2 separate regions of the Anas platyrhynchos genome follow, and region 2 is linked to region 1. Evidence: chromatin contacts called from public Hi-C data. All regions are on one chromosome and are shown on one strand. The core of a region is the stretch at or near the end of the contact, and the rest is flanking DNA. Distances in the headings are between cores, read along the strand shown. Region 1 overlaps ABCD4 (ATP binding cassette subfamily D member 4). Region 2 holds the start of LIN52 (lin-52 DREAM MuvB core complex component).

What was found. A called contact is a pair of places that touch in the nucleus more often than the background predicts.
Region 2: a contact with region 1 is called in a Hi-C map of F1 follicle, with 4 times the contacts expected there. The contact joins the promoter of LIN52 here to the enhancer-like site in region 1. A contact is called at or near these places in 3 of 8 Hi-C or Micro-C datasets (F1 follicle, skeletal muscle and subcutaneous adipose tissue).

What each region holds. Positions count from the first base shown.
Region 1 is chr5:24,476,940-24,484,380 of IASCAAS_PekinDuck_T2T, reverse strand. ABCD4 (ATP binding cassette subfamily D member 4) reads right to left here. Exons shown (of 18, transcript XM_038180284.2): 7 at 7,025-7,119; 8 at 6,582-6,703; 9 at 6,186-6,277; 10 at 5,937-6,026; 11 at 5,498-5,706; 12 at 5,123-5,214; 13 at 4,884-4,920; 14 at 4,321-4,370; 15 at 3,986-4,038; 16 at 3,577-3,653; 17 at 2,333-2,448; 18 at 1,557-2,173. The coding sequence ends at 2,078. VSX2 (visual system homeobox 2) reads left to right here. Exons shown (of 5, transcript XM_038180285.2): 5 at 1-600. Among named protein-coding and RNA genes, the nearest start is that of ABCD4, 15 kb to the right of the region's middle. Within about 2 kb of position 2,785, at least 5 of the 8 cell types and tissues checked have an H3K27ac peak or open chromatin away from gene starts, as enhancers often do. A contact at or near this core is called in F1 follicle and subcutaneous adipose tissue, where this site is marked.
Region 2 is chr5:24,583,358-24,590,798 of IASCAAS_PekinDuck_T2T, reverse strand. It overlaps LIN52 (lin-52 DREAM MuvB core complex component), which reads left to right and starts at 2,789. Exons shown (of 6, transcript XM_027459621.3): 1 at 2,789-2,928; 2 at 3,014-3,088; 3 at 3,175-3,212; 4 at 3,559-3,625; 5 at 4,615-4,698. The coding sequence starts at 2,910. ALDH6A1 (aldehyde dehydrogenase 6 family member A1) reads right to left here and starts at 2,712. Exons shown (of 12, transcript XM_038179530.2): 1 at 2,610-2,712; 2 at 2,420-2,482; 3 at 1,360-1,434; 4 at 1-18. The coding sequence starts at 2,675.

The DNA of each region.
Region 1 (7,441 bases), core at 1,536-4,035:
AATGCCAGGGGAAACATTTACCGCTTAAATTATTCCAGGAGATGCAACAACATTTGCCAAACTTATTTATGGAATTGAATTTGCCCCGCTTGCCCTCTGAGCGCTAAAGGGAACGACAGCCATGCAGATCCGCCCCTGACACATGCTGTAATGTGTACATATGTCTCCTCGCTGACCCCACACGTGCACACACAGACCCACGCAGCCAAACCCGCTGTTTTTTGCAGTGCCCCATGTTACCATCACCCTTCCATCCCGGTCAGGCTGTGTTCCCCAAGGAGGATGTAGGACAGTCACTTCCACACAGCCCTCTCTGCCCCGCTTTCAGCTGCCAGCACCCTCTCCCCAGAGCTACTGTTTTTATTCTGTCAAAATTGACCCCCTTCATACAGCCCCCATCTGTCTTTGTCCCCAGTTTGTTCAAAGTTCAAGGTGTTAGATTATAGCCCGCGGTGTGTAAATAATGTATATACAGTGAGAAAAGAATTCAGTATTGAGGTGTTTGAGATATGGAGCTGTAACAACTTCTAGTCATTCAGAACCTGTGATTTATGTGCCATTTTCTGTAAAGATATGAACGAGAATAAAACTAAACTGGAATACTGTGTATGAGTCTGGTCACTTCTTCAAGGAAGATGAATTCAGCCAAAGAGAAGAAGGGGTTGGGTGTCAGACCTTAGCCAGAAAGCATTTCAGTGAGCTCCAAAGCAGCACAGAGAGACCAACATCTTCCTGCCCACACAGATATGAAGAAGATGAGGCTCAGGTGCTGCTCTCCCTGATCAGTTAGAGGGCAAGGCATACCTGGGGAATTGCCACAAAGAGCAAAGAGAACATGAGACCTCTTAGTGCTGTTGGTCCATCCTGGAGCTATGGGGCCTCCATAGCTCCACAGGGGAGGCAGTAGTACTCTGATCAAAGGCAACTCCCCATGAAGCTTCCAGGTGCTGAATGCCAGACCATGCACCACAGGGAGGCATGGGACATTTCCCAAACCTGGTGAGTGCAGGGATGGTGCATGATGAGGGAACGTTGTCCTGCAGCAGCAGTGGCTGGAGCTGCAGACAAACCCAGGAGCACCTGCTGGTCAGTAACTGGTGGCTCCTCCTGCAGCGCCCGTACTGGCAGGCAGGCAGTGCACAGCCTTTGCTGATCAGATCCGAAAGCAATTCATGCTTGGAAGGCTTCCTGGAAGGCTTCTGTGCTGGTCAGAAAAGTGGCTGTGTAAAAATAGCCACCTCTTACTCAGCGGGCCTGCTCTGACAGAGAGCAGTTGCCAGCTCAGCAAGGCGAGGGAGTTGGGACTTGGGAGCAAGGGGAGAGGAGGCGCAGAGGCAGGGGAAGGAGGAGGTTGTGTGCTGTGAGCCTGCCACCATGGCATCACCCCAGCAGAGTGCATGCAGCCCTACCCCTGCTCTGCTCTTCACCACTAGTCTAGTCCAAGAGCACTGCCAACACACAGTCATCTCTCCTAAAGCAGAAAGAAAAAAAGCAGAAGAGGCAGAAGCCTGGATAACACAAACGGATTCTTCTCCAGGAACATGGATAACAGACCCTAGATTTTAATACAAAAATGTTTATTTGAACCTTAACCCTGTGTCTTAAGGAGAGGAGAGCCATGTCCTTTTCTGTGCCGGCCTCCTCCTCCCATTACAATGCATCCCTTAACTGCCTGGGGAGCCAGCAGCTCAGAATCCCTTTTGGTAGAACCAGAGCTACAGAAGCCCGTACTGCAGAGCTGTACACCAGAGGCAGAGGTCCCGGTGAGGCAAAGACAGCACAACATCAGGTTGCATCCCATCCTTGCACTGCTGCATCCTGGGTGAGGGGAGGTTCCTCTGCCCATGGCTTATACAAAACCCATGAGGCAGTGTTGTCTTTTGCAGCAGCACAGCAGCTCAGCCCCTTCCCCCGTGAAGTTCAGACTTGGCTGGACATCCATCAGCAAAATCTGTAACTGGTTTTGCACCAAACGAATGCCTTGTTGGCAGCTGCTGGCTCCGCACTCCCAGTCTGCTCTTCAGAGCTCTCCCAGGGGTGCGCAGGTTCTGCAGCTGTGCAGACTCGGGCATGTTTATCAGCACCCTTCCTCAGATGGGAGCCGCTTCATCCTCTCACATCGCATGAGTTCCCATCTTCCCTCGCCATGAAGCTTCAAAATCCAGCTGTGGAACTGCAATTCAGCGACACAACAACTGAGGGATGTTCCTGTTGAGGGCGTGTTCTCCCACAGCAAGGCTCTGCAGCCTCAGCCATTCCCCTCTGCTCACCAGGCACCCTCTCTGCCTCCCCCCCTTGCCACCAGTCATGTAACGCCACCTCCCCTCCTCACCTTCTCCAGGCTGGGCCTGTGTCCCACACTGACCAGCGTCATGCCCAGCTGAAGGCACACACGGTACAGCTCATGCTCCACCTCTTCTGTCAGGGCACTGGTGGCTTCATCTAGCACTGAGAAACAAGCCGTAAGCCCCACACATCCCTCCTCTCCCAACTTGTCCTCTCCCCCTGGGCAAACGAGCAGTGACTGCTCGGGATATTTCACATGTTAAGTGGAGCTCACCAAGAGCAAGCAAGAAGCCTAAGGACCTTGACTTTACTCTGGTACAGCTGCTGCCAGCCAAGTGGGAAGGCTGCCCTTCCCCACAAGCCCTTAAATCCACTCAAACAGCCCTGTTCACCTCATTCCTTTCCCTCAAAAGCTGCCAGCCACTGCCCTGTTCTCACCACTGTGAAATCTAAGCCGTGACCTTCCCAACACGGGCTGCATGCCAGAGCGCCTGGCTGAACAGCAGCCTCGTCACCTCCCTGGCCAAGAGCCCAGGTGCAGCAGCCAGGATGGCCTGGCGTGGCTTCCTGACAGCTAAAAGCAAATACTACTGGCCTGGAGCAAATGAATGCAATTTGTTTTACATCATCTCTACAGCTCTTAGTTGACAGTCCTCAGGTTCCTTCTGACCAGATAGCACAGAGCAGTGCTGCAGGCTTCAGGAGATGAGAGGTACTTAAGTGTTGCTCCCTGCTACTGACACTGGCTCTGTGCACACACATCTACCCTGGCCCCTCTGATAACTCCTCCAATAGCCCCCCAGCCATCTAAATGTGCAAAGCAATTAGACCAAACTGCAAACGTGAGCTGCCTCTGTGATCTCTCAGCAGTGTTTCTTCTACCACTTCTTGTCCTCTTTTGCCGTGTTATAGCTGTTCCCAAGGGCACATCATTTCCACAGCCCCACGGAGGCTGGTGAGCCGCACACAGGGCAGCTGACACTGTGCTTGTGCTCACTAGCACATCTGCTTCTTTACATGGCAGCTGTTGAGCAGGTTGAGAGGGTGCTCTCTCAGGTGTAATTACACCTGGACCACGAACACTCATTAATATTTCCCTAAGAACACGAGGTTTTACACAAAACCTCTTCATTTACCCCCTGCCACAAAGATAGTGAAATATTTTCACCTCTGAATCCTGTGTGTGCTGCCTAAAATCATCACTAAGACCGAGCATGCTCCCAAGCTGCCTCTGTACCAGCTTCTGTTTGTGCCAAAGGCACTGCCTTTCTTCTGCAGTTGTTCACTCACCTGCATATCTTGGCTGGAGGTAGAAGAGACGTGCAAATGAGAGCCTCTGCATCTCCCCCGGGGACAGGATATCATACCTGCAGCAGGGTCGAGATTCAAAAATCTCCCTTAAGAAAGAGAGCTTGTTTGCTAAAGAGCTTGTGGTTGCTGGTACTGGAGACCCCAGCAAATGACTGGCCCTGTGTGCACCCAGTGCTCCCCCTCCACTGTGCAATCAGTTTCCTGCAGAGAGCATGGCTGCTGATGTTGTATTGATGCTTGGGGCAGGAACCTTTCAGCCCTGCACAGCCCACCTCTCACAAGACACAGGTGGACACAGATGCTCCCCAGTCCAGCAGCAATGTGCAGCTGCTTAGAAGCGTTCCCCAACCAGAGGGATCATCCAAATTCCCCCAGTGAGCTGCCTTACCAGTTCCAGTCCACCTGCTCATCCAGTCCTCCAGCCCTTTCCAGCAGATCAGCCTGCAGAGAGCACAGCAGATGTGTGAACACTGCCCCAGCCCTGCCAGCCCCCCAGGGACACAGCCCTGTGTACAATCATCCCCTCCCTGCTACCCAGTCTTCTCCTGCTTGGTCTGAAGTTGCTCCATACCCCTCCTCCTCCGCCTGTTCCCATGGACAGTCCTGTCCCAGCTACAACCCAGTCCCCTGCGTGTGTCCAGCCCGTGGTTGTGCCGTGCTGCCACAGCACCTCATCCCTCATCCCTTCATCCCTCTCCAGCAGCAGCGCCACCAGGGACTCACCAGCCCGGCCAACTCCAGGAATCGCACGATCCTCTCATCATCTGCAGGCCCTGGGGGAGAAAGTGATTAAATACAGGACGCGTCTGCTGAGACCACAGCTGCAAGGGGGAGGCCGTGGGGCAGCAGGGAAGGTTTGGAGAAACTCCTGAGGTCCGCTGGAGCTGACTCAACCACTTATCTATACTGGGTCCTGGTGTGTCACAGATGGACACTGGTACATGGTACATGGAAACTGAGATAAAGGCAAACACGGCTTCCCATACGCAGGTTGTACCAGATGGATCAGACGAATCCCAACAGCAAGTTTAGAAAGCAGCAGGGTGTCTCAGCACGGATCATAGTACAACATGCAGAGCACAGCCAGCCTGTCCTCACTGCATCAAGAGAAAGCATTCTTCTTGAAAGCAAGGGAATGCTGAGCAAACCTTGCAGGGAAAAGCAGAGTGCAACAGAAGTGAAACAGCATTCCTGATGGGGCATGGGAGAGGAGAAGCTGCACTGGGCACAGAACAGAGAGCTGAAACCACAGGGTTGGCTAATTGCTGCGATGAATTTCCACGTACCTGACACTGGGTAGATCTCCTTCAGGGGGTATATCACCTGTCAAACAGACCAACAGAAGCCATGTCAGAGGGAGCTGGACACGGCTCATCTGAAACACAGCGGTGGTGGCACAAAGTCAGCCAAAAGGGAAGGAGCAGTCGCATGCATCCTCCCCCTTGCAGGCCTTCCTGCTGCACGCGGGTTTGCAGAGGCACGCTAAGAGCCCTGCAGGGCTGGGGCCAGCTGGCCCAGGGCTCACCTGCTCACGCAGGCTGCCATCGGTGAAGAACGGCCGCTGCGGCAGGAACAGCACTCCGTGGGGGCCAAAGCAGGTCAGCATCTGGATGCTCCCTGCACAGAGACACACGCATGCTAAGCCTGCAGCGCCTGCTAGGAACGCCTCGCTGCTGCCATGGATTCGCCTTCGCATCCCAGAAAAGGCAGATGGGCAGCACGGAGCAAAGCGATGAGAGCCGCAGAGAAGTTTGTGATCCAGAGAAGGGACAGTTCAAATGGTGACACGTTTAATATCACAAGTGGCACTCGTCTTGCAAATTCTTGTTGCTACCTTCTAAACTCAGCTAGGACAGCCCTCGTTGAAGAAGAGAAGGATATGGAGACCTGCAGTCCTTACCCCGTGTGCTTTCCCAGAGTCCCCCGAGGACCCTCAGGAGAGATGTTTTCCCTGTGCCAGTGTTCCCCACGATCATCACGCTGTCTCCTTGTGAGATCCTGAGGCTCAGGTCTTTAATGAGCAGCTTGCCAGAGGATGGCACTGAGAGTGTCACTCGCTCCAGAAGGAAAGCCGTGTCCTTTGGCACTGCGTCCTCCTCAGAATAGCTGCTGGGCCACCACCGAGACAAAGAAGAAGAGACGTTAGACCTCCTGTGCTTCCATGACATGAATCCTGCCCCACACACCCCAGGTCACAGCGAGCACTGCGTTGCTTGGTCCAACCAACTGCATGCAGCAGGCTGTGACACCAAGGGGCCACCTCCACCCAGTGACAGCCCTGCACACTGGCAGGAAAGCTGCAAGCCAACGTGCTGCTGAGGGGAGACTCAGAGACTCACCTGTCCAGGTCCCAGCCAGCTTTGGCTTCTGAGTAGTTTTCATTTTTTCTTCTGCCAAGACTCAGCAAAGTCTCCTGCAGTTCACCAATCCTGGGCAAACAAAAGGGTGCATGAATGCCAGGGGCAGCTCCTCACTTCTAACCTTGTCCATACTCACTCACAAATTGTTTGTTATGTATTTATCACAGACTTGGGCACAGCCATGTCCCATGACCTCTCCTGCAGAGCCCTGCACCCACAGAAGCTCACCTGTGTGTGTAGCCAGCTACATCAGTCACGGTGCTGGAGAGATCGATGAGCTGGCTGAAGCAGCTGATGAGGTAGATGGAAACGAAGGCATTCTGGGGAGAAATCACATCCCAAAGCACCTCAGAGCAGGGTGTCAGCCTGCAGCTCACAGTCTCACAGCTCCCATTTCCACATCCCCACGGGCAGGGTCAGTGTATCCTGAATGTCACTCACTGCGGGTCTTTCAGCCCCCCTGCCACCAGCCTGAAGCCCAAACCTCCATCCTCAGTGCTCCACAACAGGGCCCAGCCATATGAATTTACAGCCCTAAGACTTAGGGCTGGCTCATGCAGTTGACACAAGCTCACAGCGCACATTTTGCCCCCAGCCCAGTGTGGGTCACAACCCTTAGCTCACCTTGCTGACCAGGGCGCTGAGCTCTGTCGGACTCAGGTCACCGTAGACCCCAGAAAAGATAGGAATGGCAATGACCACGTAGCTCAGGATGCTGCCCAGGTAGTCAAAGGTGTTGATCCCAACTGGGCGGAAGCACATGGGGACAAGGCAGTAAGTTGGGGTGGGAACCTCTCTCCCAGCCAGGACCAAGTGCAGCCCACTCAAAAGGAAGACCCAGATCCTGTCTCAGCCTCTCATAATGCACTCGAGCAGAAAACCCTATCTCACAGGCCAGCAGAAGCACTGGGGTGAAAACCCATTTGCCAAGCAAAGAGCTCCTTGGAACAGGCCCCAGAGAAAGAAAAACCAGCACTGCTGCTCTAGCAGTCAGGCTTCCAAGCCTGTGGGCCACTACGACAGAGCTACACCATGCCCGTGCTCACCCCCCAGAGCTCCCCACTCACTGTAGAGCCACAGCTCCTTGCCAATCAGCTCCCTCTGGGTCTGCAGCAAACTCTGCAGCCTGCGGTTCGTGCGCATGTGCTCCACTCGCCCGGCCCTGTAAAATATAGCAACATGACTCCCAGACTTCCTGGGAGCACACAATGGGGTAAAAGCCTGGGCTTTAGGACTAAGACCTAGAGAGGGCCTCTTACTTCAGCCTCCAAGGTTTTTTGTTGAGCTGGAACTGAACACCCATGAGATCCTTCTTGAAACACCAAGAAACTCCGGCTGAAATGAACAGCCCTGCAAGTTTCAGAGCACATGGGTGTTTCTGTCCCATACAGGAGGTGAGATGGGGCCACACACTATCAGCGAGGCTCAGGCCTTGAGCAAAACACACCCACGATTACAACACACACTTCTGAACAAAGCCTTTT
Region 2 (7,441 bases), core at 1,540-4,039, 110 kb before region 1:
AACCACTTCGTTGGTGGCCTGGTGGAAAAGAACAAATTGCATCAAAACTCCACTTTTTCCAGCTGTGCCTGACAACCATTCAACAGTACCTTACACCACATGCTTAATATCCTTATTCTAAAAGGAGATGTACTTCTCATGGGGAAGGAGAAAGATTCCTTCCCTGGAACAGGCAAAAGGCCTGGGCTACAACAGGAATTCTATGTATTTCCTAGTTCTGAAAACCTGCCCTCTCACATCTCAGAATAGACATGCAGAAAGCTGTAAATGCAGTGCTGGCTTCCAAGTTGGAGTTGAAGTGACTTGTCTGATATATTTTTCAGCTTTTAGAAAGGTTTCTGTGGCCTACAGTCTTTTCCTTCTCTATCGTCTTGGCTCATTTGCTCTTGTGCATTAAACAAAGCAAGGTTGCTTTGCAAAGAGCAGCATGTGATTGTGCAATTGACACTGATCTTAGTTTACCTAGGTCACTAGGCTGAAAAAAAGATCTTTATGAGTAACCTTAGTGCTATAGTATTTTAGCTTTTAAGGCTTGTCTTTGTTGGTTTGACCTCCTTCTCACGCACACTTAAAAATTAAGTCTGCTTTGACATAACAAAACCATCAGGTAGGTCACTAAGAGAGAAGCTACTTAGGAAAAAAAGAACACTGGTTGCCCCAGAGTGACCGAATGAGCTTCAGGAACACAGCTTGCAGCCCATAACACTTCCACAAAGCACATCAAAATAGGTCTTTACAGAGAAGTTTTAAAAACTGCTGTCCAAATGCTTACTGCAAGGGTCAGAATTCTGGGCCCTTTGGTGCAGGACTCAGGCAAGTGCAAGTGCTACTCATCTAAGCTCATTTTGCACTGCACAGCATCCAGCCTCTAAATCCACAGTGAATATCACGGCACAGAGATGGAAATTTTCTCAAAGGAGAGAAGCTTCAGCTGCCAAGATTTTTACCTAGGACCGAGAGTGAAATTGATCTCTATCAGGACTTTACATGCAGCTGGCATCAAATCGTATCAGGTTGCACACATACGGGGTGAAAGGAAGCCGCCTGAAGTTCTGACATACTAATCACAGAGCCTTTCCATGAGCAAAATACAGTAAGCAGGGTTTAAGCTTCCTCTTCAGAGATCAGGCTTTTACTACACAGGGGAGATAAAGAAGGTCATCACTTTCCTAAGACTGACATTTCATGCGAAGAGGAAACTGAGAAGCAATTACACGGTGCTAAATCCATCTTAAGCTCCACGACTAAGCTTTCTCAAGACAGACATATACTTTCCCCTTTCGCCAGACGATTCAATGGAAGCACAGACCCTTGCTGCACAGCGACCGTTAGTATATAAGCAGCGGCTGCTTCACTCACTGGGTTGTGGATATCGATCCATTCTGTAGTTTTGGATTCAACAAACTTGCCATCGATGAACAGTTTGGTTGTTGGCTGTGGAGGACAAAACGCAGGCCAGTGAGTGATCTTTGTCTCAAGGTGCCCACGTGCCAATGTGCCTCATTACATGTAGGTCTTCATTTACCACTAAGCCTCATTTTTCCCCCACTTTCAAGCAAAATGGCTAAAGTTCTTTCAAAATCTGGTACAGAAAAAGTACATTGCTACTTATGTTCAGAGCTGTTTCAATCTATTTAAACACTATGTTACTAAGAAAATCAAAAACCCGCAATTCATAAATGTTTAGAAAAAAAAACAGTTAATAATTCACTTTGTGAGGATTCCACCCACCCGGTACAAACTGTACTACGTTCCTTTCCCATCAAACCACTAAGCGGGTTCATCTTTCAACCTCATAGCTGCAGGCACTAAGCTGGCCTTTCCCTGCCCCCCTGTGGTTCTGCAGCTGTGGGTGAGGAACCTGTGGGTGCTGAGTTCACAGCGATCGGATCGTCCTGGCAGGCAGCACGGAGGGAGGACACCACTTCCCAACTCACGTGCAGGGGAGAGGAAAAGGAAGGTTTGGGATAAGGGAGGGGGAATAAGAGGGTTGGGATGCCATTCGTGGTGTAATGAAGGGAGATCAGGGGGAGAATTCGGAAGATAAATGGGGCTGGCTTGGACAGGTGCTGGCAGCGAAAGGGGATGAGTGGGAAGAAGAAGGACAGAAAGGGCTGCAAGAAGCTGACAAAGCGGGACTGAGGTGCGAGCTGTCGCGAGGCTGGTAAGGGATAAGCAGGGAGGTAGGAGCAGGGCAGCGGGTGGAAAGCAAATCCCACTGCAGGTGGTTACGGGCAGGGCTGCGCTTAGCAAGGCACAGACCCTGCGCAGCCCCCGGAGGGGAGCTCGGGCACGCCAGCACCTGGCTGCCAGGCGAGGCCCCGAGCTCGACGCCTCCTCACAGCGCAATTTTGGATTATTTGAAAGGGGGAGGAGCCCCCCCACGCCCCCACCCCCCCACACCCCCCCGGGCACTCACCACAGCGGACGAGGAGGAGGCGGCGGCTGAGGCGACCCATGGCGCCCCGGCTCTCCGCGGCAGCTGCCAACACACAGACACGGCGCGGTCAGGGCGAGCTCCGCACCCCCTCCCCAGCTCCCTCCCCGCCGACCCAAAACCCCCTCAGGCTCCCGGAGCCGCCCCCGCGGTCCCGGCCCCGCCGCCTCACCCCCAGCGCCAAGCGCCGCCGCCCGCCCCAAGCCCCCCGCGCTGCCGCCGCCGCCGCCGCCGCCATGCCGGCCGAGGGTCCCTGCCCCCCCCACACCCCCCCACCCCTCCGCGGCGCCCCCTAGCCCCGCCCCCTGCTCTCCCATTGGCCCGCCGGGCTGAGGCCACGCCCTCTCCCCGCCCCTCCTCCTCCACCGCCCCCCGCTCCGGGCCGCTGATTGGCTGCGGGGGCGAAGGCGGGATTTTTATCCCCCTCCCCTCCACACTCCCCCCCTCGGCTGTGCTCACGTGACGCGGCAAGATGGCGGCTGCCGCGGACGGTGAGGCGGGGGGCGGCGGGCGCGGGCTCCCCCTCAGCGCTTCCCCCCCCTTCACCGCTTCCCCCCTCACCGCCGTCTCTTGCAGGCGCCGACCTGGAGGCCTCGCTGCTGAGCTTTGAGAAGCTGGACCGGGCTTCCCCGGACCTGTGGCCCGAGCAGCGTGAGTTTTGGGGGGCTGTGGAGGGTTTGGGGTGTGTGTGGGGGGAGCCCTGCCCGCCCCGCTCACGGCCGCTCTCTGTCTTGCAGTGCCGGGAGTCGCCGAGTTCGCCGCCTCCTTCAAAAGTGTAAGCCACCCGCTCTGGGTCTCCTCTGCTGCTGCCCGCCTCCTGGCCGAGCCTCCCCTCTGCAGCCTGGGGGGGAAGGAAGGGCTTTAAGCCTTAGGGAAGCCTCCTCTGGGTCCTCTCATTGGTTTGTGGGTGTCACTGCCCTGCTTTAACCCCTAAAACGTCCAGGGGAAGGTAGAAAACAAGGTTAAGCGTTAAACTATCCCCACAGAGCTCCTGGAACCCTCATCTTTCCTGTCAGTTAAACTGGCCTTAACTTCTAGGTTAAACTTCCTTGTATGTTCCCAAAGATGCCCTGGTCTGAGCACGGTCTGTTTTCTGCTTCTTCTTTTCTTTTCCAAACCAGCCCATTACGAGTTCTCCTCCCAAATGGATGGCTGAGCTGGAAAACGATGATATAGATATGTTAAAGGGTGAGTATGGGTGCTGGGGGGAGTAGGGCTGTCAAAGCAGGTGGGAATTCGGTGCCTATAAAAAACAAGGGTTAAAGGGCTTGCTTCTGAACCCTTCCGGACGTGTAGGGATCCTTCTGGGCTGTTCAACATTTCTTTCAGAGTTTTTGTCCTGGATGTCTAACAGCTTGTGCTTTTATTATTTTTATTTTCATTATCCCATTAATTTATTTCACTTCTGAAAGCAAGAAACTCCTATCAGTGAGCCCTGTGGCTTCTGATCTCTAGCCTTTGTATTTGCAGAATCTCCAGTTTAAGGATCTAGATTAGCAGTCTCTCTACCTTGTCAATTACTTGAATTTTTTGTTACTCCTGTCATCTCCAGGAAAATACCCTGACATCAAAGGCTGTCTGTTTTTTTCAAAACAAGCAAGTAAGAAATAGTTAAACCTGTGTAACATTATACGTTATGTTATGTAGTAGGTGTCTCCTGTTGTTGAGAAGAGGCATAAAGGTTTTTTTGTTTTTTTTTTGGTAGACCCCAAATGATTAAGCTTGGTGAGTAGCTTAGATTTGTTGAGTGGCTTGTTGAATGATGCTGTGTGAGTGTGTTTTCACTCTTGTACCTGAGATCTCCAGTGGAATGGTTGTTTGTAAGGCTGTATGAAAAGCTGCAGAAAGGCTAGCTAGCATATGGATTTGCTGCGTATTACAGGCATTTGTAGTAATCTTCCTTGAGCTTGCTCTTCTTTCTCATGTGAATTCCAGGTGAATTGTTCTGTGAGGGAAGTAGGACAAACTGCTTTTTATATGGCTATAACTTTTTGCTGGTTCTCATGTATGAGGTGTAAGGATTAAAGAACACAGTCTGTGCAGTTCAAACTGAAATTGTAGGAAGTATTATTTGAATGCTCTGAAATAGTAAACGTATAAACTGCCAGACTAGAGGTCTGTAAACAAGCCAGAGGTCTACAGACAGTGTTAAAAAAGGTGGTTTTCTCTCCTTTTAGAGTTGGGGAGCCTCACTACAGCTAACCTGATGGAGAAGGTTCGTGGCCTGCAGAACTTGGCTTACCAGCTGGGATTGGATGAATGTAAGTTCTATGTATGGATGTGACCGACTGTGGTGCAAATCTTCCCACTAAAACATGTGCTTGTGGTACACCTCTAGTTGGAAAAGGGTGTTGACAGATTTGGCAAATATCTCACAGTTGTGGAGGTGCAGTAGGAGATCTGATTGGAAAGTGTGCTACCCTGAACAAGTCTACCCTGGGTGCAATGAAGACTAATGGGGTGCATTTAGAATTTCTTATCTTTGGGTTTTGACTTCTAGTTTGAATGTTAAGGTCTAGTAATGTGATAACACAGTAATTTGTGACCTTCAGAAACAGGGAGAGGGCACCTGCACAACAGAATGCCTGCTGCTCCAGCTTACGGTCTACCTGTGTGGGGGAAAATATCTTAGCAGTAATTATCAGATACCACTTTGACTTATATTTGACTTAAATAAATCAGGTAACTTTCCTTCAGTTCCTGTACAGATGCTGAAGGTATTTCTTTGAATATTTGTAGCAGTACTTTTGTGAAACTTTGTGTAATGCCTACACCTTGAGACTTGTGTGTAGGATTTTGCTAGCCATTAGTGCTCATGCTTCTTCCTGTTTCTGTACTTGCTGTATTTTTTTATAGTCAGCTGTAGCAGGAGGTGCTGTCGCTGCATTCTAAAATTGACTTTCATCCCACTTAACCAACAACCATTTTTTACCAATTTTTTTGAAGCTGCTGCTTTCATAATCACATTTAGAACTGTTGTTAACAGGTTGATCCAGCTTTGAAGATTTCAAGGGAGATTGTGCTTCCTTTAAGCACTACCTGTGCACGTTGACACATTTAACTTTCTTTGCTTAATTTTGGCCTTTCATAGACTTTAGCTGCAGTTACTCTTGCTCTATGCACAGAGCTTTGAAAGCTTACCAACAGTAAGCCTAGAATGCTTTGATGCTTTCTTATCAACAGGTCATTAAGACTGAACACACTCCATGCACTTAAATTTATTTTACTTTCAGTGCTAATACCTTTTAAGATTGTAAGAAGCATTTAGGGGTATAGAAGTTATACTTCAATGATGGAAATCTTAGTCAAATACAAAGACTGGCTGATTGGCTCTCCCAGTTAAGCTGTAGGCTTACACATCAAAGAGCTTTGCTATGCTAAATGGAGTTTAAGCGGAGTATAAGTTACATTAAGTGCACAAAGCTTAGAAATGTTTATGTTGCATTTATTTTTACTGAGAACAAATAAATACGAATAGACCAAGTGAGGAAAAAACCGTTTGAGATCTGAGATTTAAAACCGTTAGTCTATGGTAACTGAATTCTTGAATTTTTAAGGCTTATGAAAGCTCTCTTCGTGTTTGTAACTAGTTGTCAATGAAGTCTACTTTCCTTTAACCTGTAATATACATAATGCTTTGTATGTCATAACATACACATTCATCTTAGGAAAATTTTCACAGAAAATGAAGTACTGAGTTTGAACAGGGCCTCTCAGGACCATTTTTTCCAATACTGTCTTTAAGTTTTCTCTTGCAGACTTAGGTAAGTGAGAAAACAAGAAGAAATGTACAAAAGGTCCATTTATTAAAGTTAAGAAACTTGTGGTTTTGGTCCAGAGGTACATGATTTGATTATACCTTTGTACATTTAAATGCATTACTCCATGTTTTATGTGGCTGATCATTGAAAATGCTTATCGAAAACAGGATTAAAAAAACATGCAGACACATCTCCTCTAGATGGCAGCATGAAGCTTCTCATAGAATTCTTGATACTTCTTAAAATAAATTTGTACAGTTTGTCATGATTTGAAGCTTCTTTTTCCCAAGACATGTTTTTGTGACACATTTCCTGTTGTAGTTATGTCATGAGGTCTGTTACTGAATCAGTTCACAGCACCCTTCTTGTAAATTTGTATTGTAGTTCATGAGGCAAAGTGACGTGTGGGACTGGGTACCTCTTCAAAAGCTTTCTTTATCAAGGCAGTATTCTGACATTTAAAATTGAGATCTGAGCAGTGAATTTAACAAGATACGGTTTGAAATTAATAATTACTTAATTATATGTCTTTTTTTCTTAAATTCTGATGAACTGCCTTAGTATTTTGCCGGGGATCAGTGGAAGGCTGATATACTCCTAATCATTTGGGTTATTCTACACGTTTTTTAAAAATACTAGCACAGGCTTTTCAGTCTTCGGGAGCATCTTGAGTGGTGCAGCAGTTACTGGCAGTGAACATTACTGTCCACAGAACCATTTGGCAAGATAACTTAAAATACAGGATGCAAATTATCAGGATCTGATGACATAGAGTTAACTCTCTATGTTATAATGTCTATCTGTGCTGTCAAGAAAGAATTTTTCATTTGTGATATAACTATATAAACTATATTTCTAGATAAATACAGGAAGAAAACAACTATATTGCATGCTGTGTCCGTATCTACTGCATTTGTCTAGGAATGGCTGAATACTACACAGATTCCACATTCTTATATGTAGTACCATTTGTCCCTAGCTTTTTGACCATGGATTTCTGTGTCTTTTGCTTTCCTGTGTTTCTCACAAATGCTCTTTTTAACTAACTTTCCTCTTCTTTTTCCTATAGGCTTACCTTTACTTTCTATAACCCTGGCTATTTTGTTGAATGCCCTGTGGTTTCTGTGAATCGAATTAAATTGTTAACATGACTTGGTTTCTCAATTGGGTGAAACTGAATAGACTTGCCATGCTTTGATTGTAACACTTAAGTTCATCAAACAGCAACTAAGAACTTCAGAGG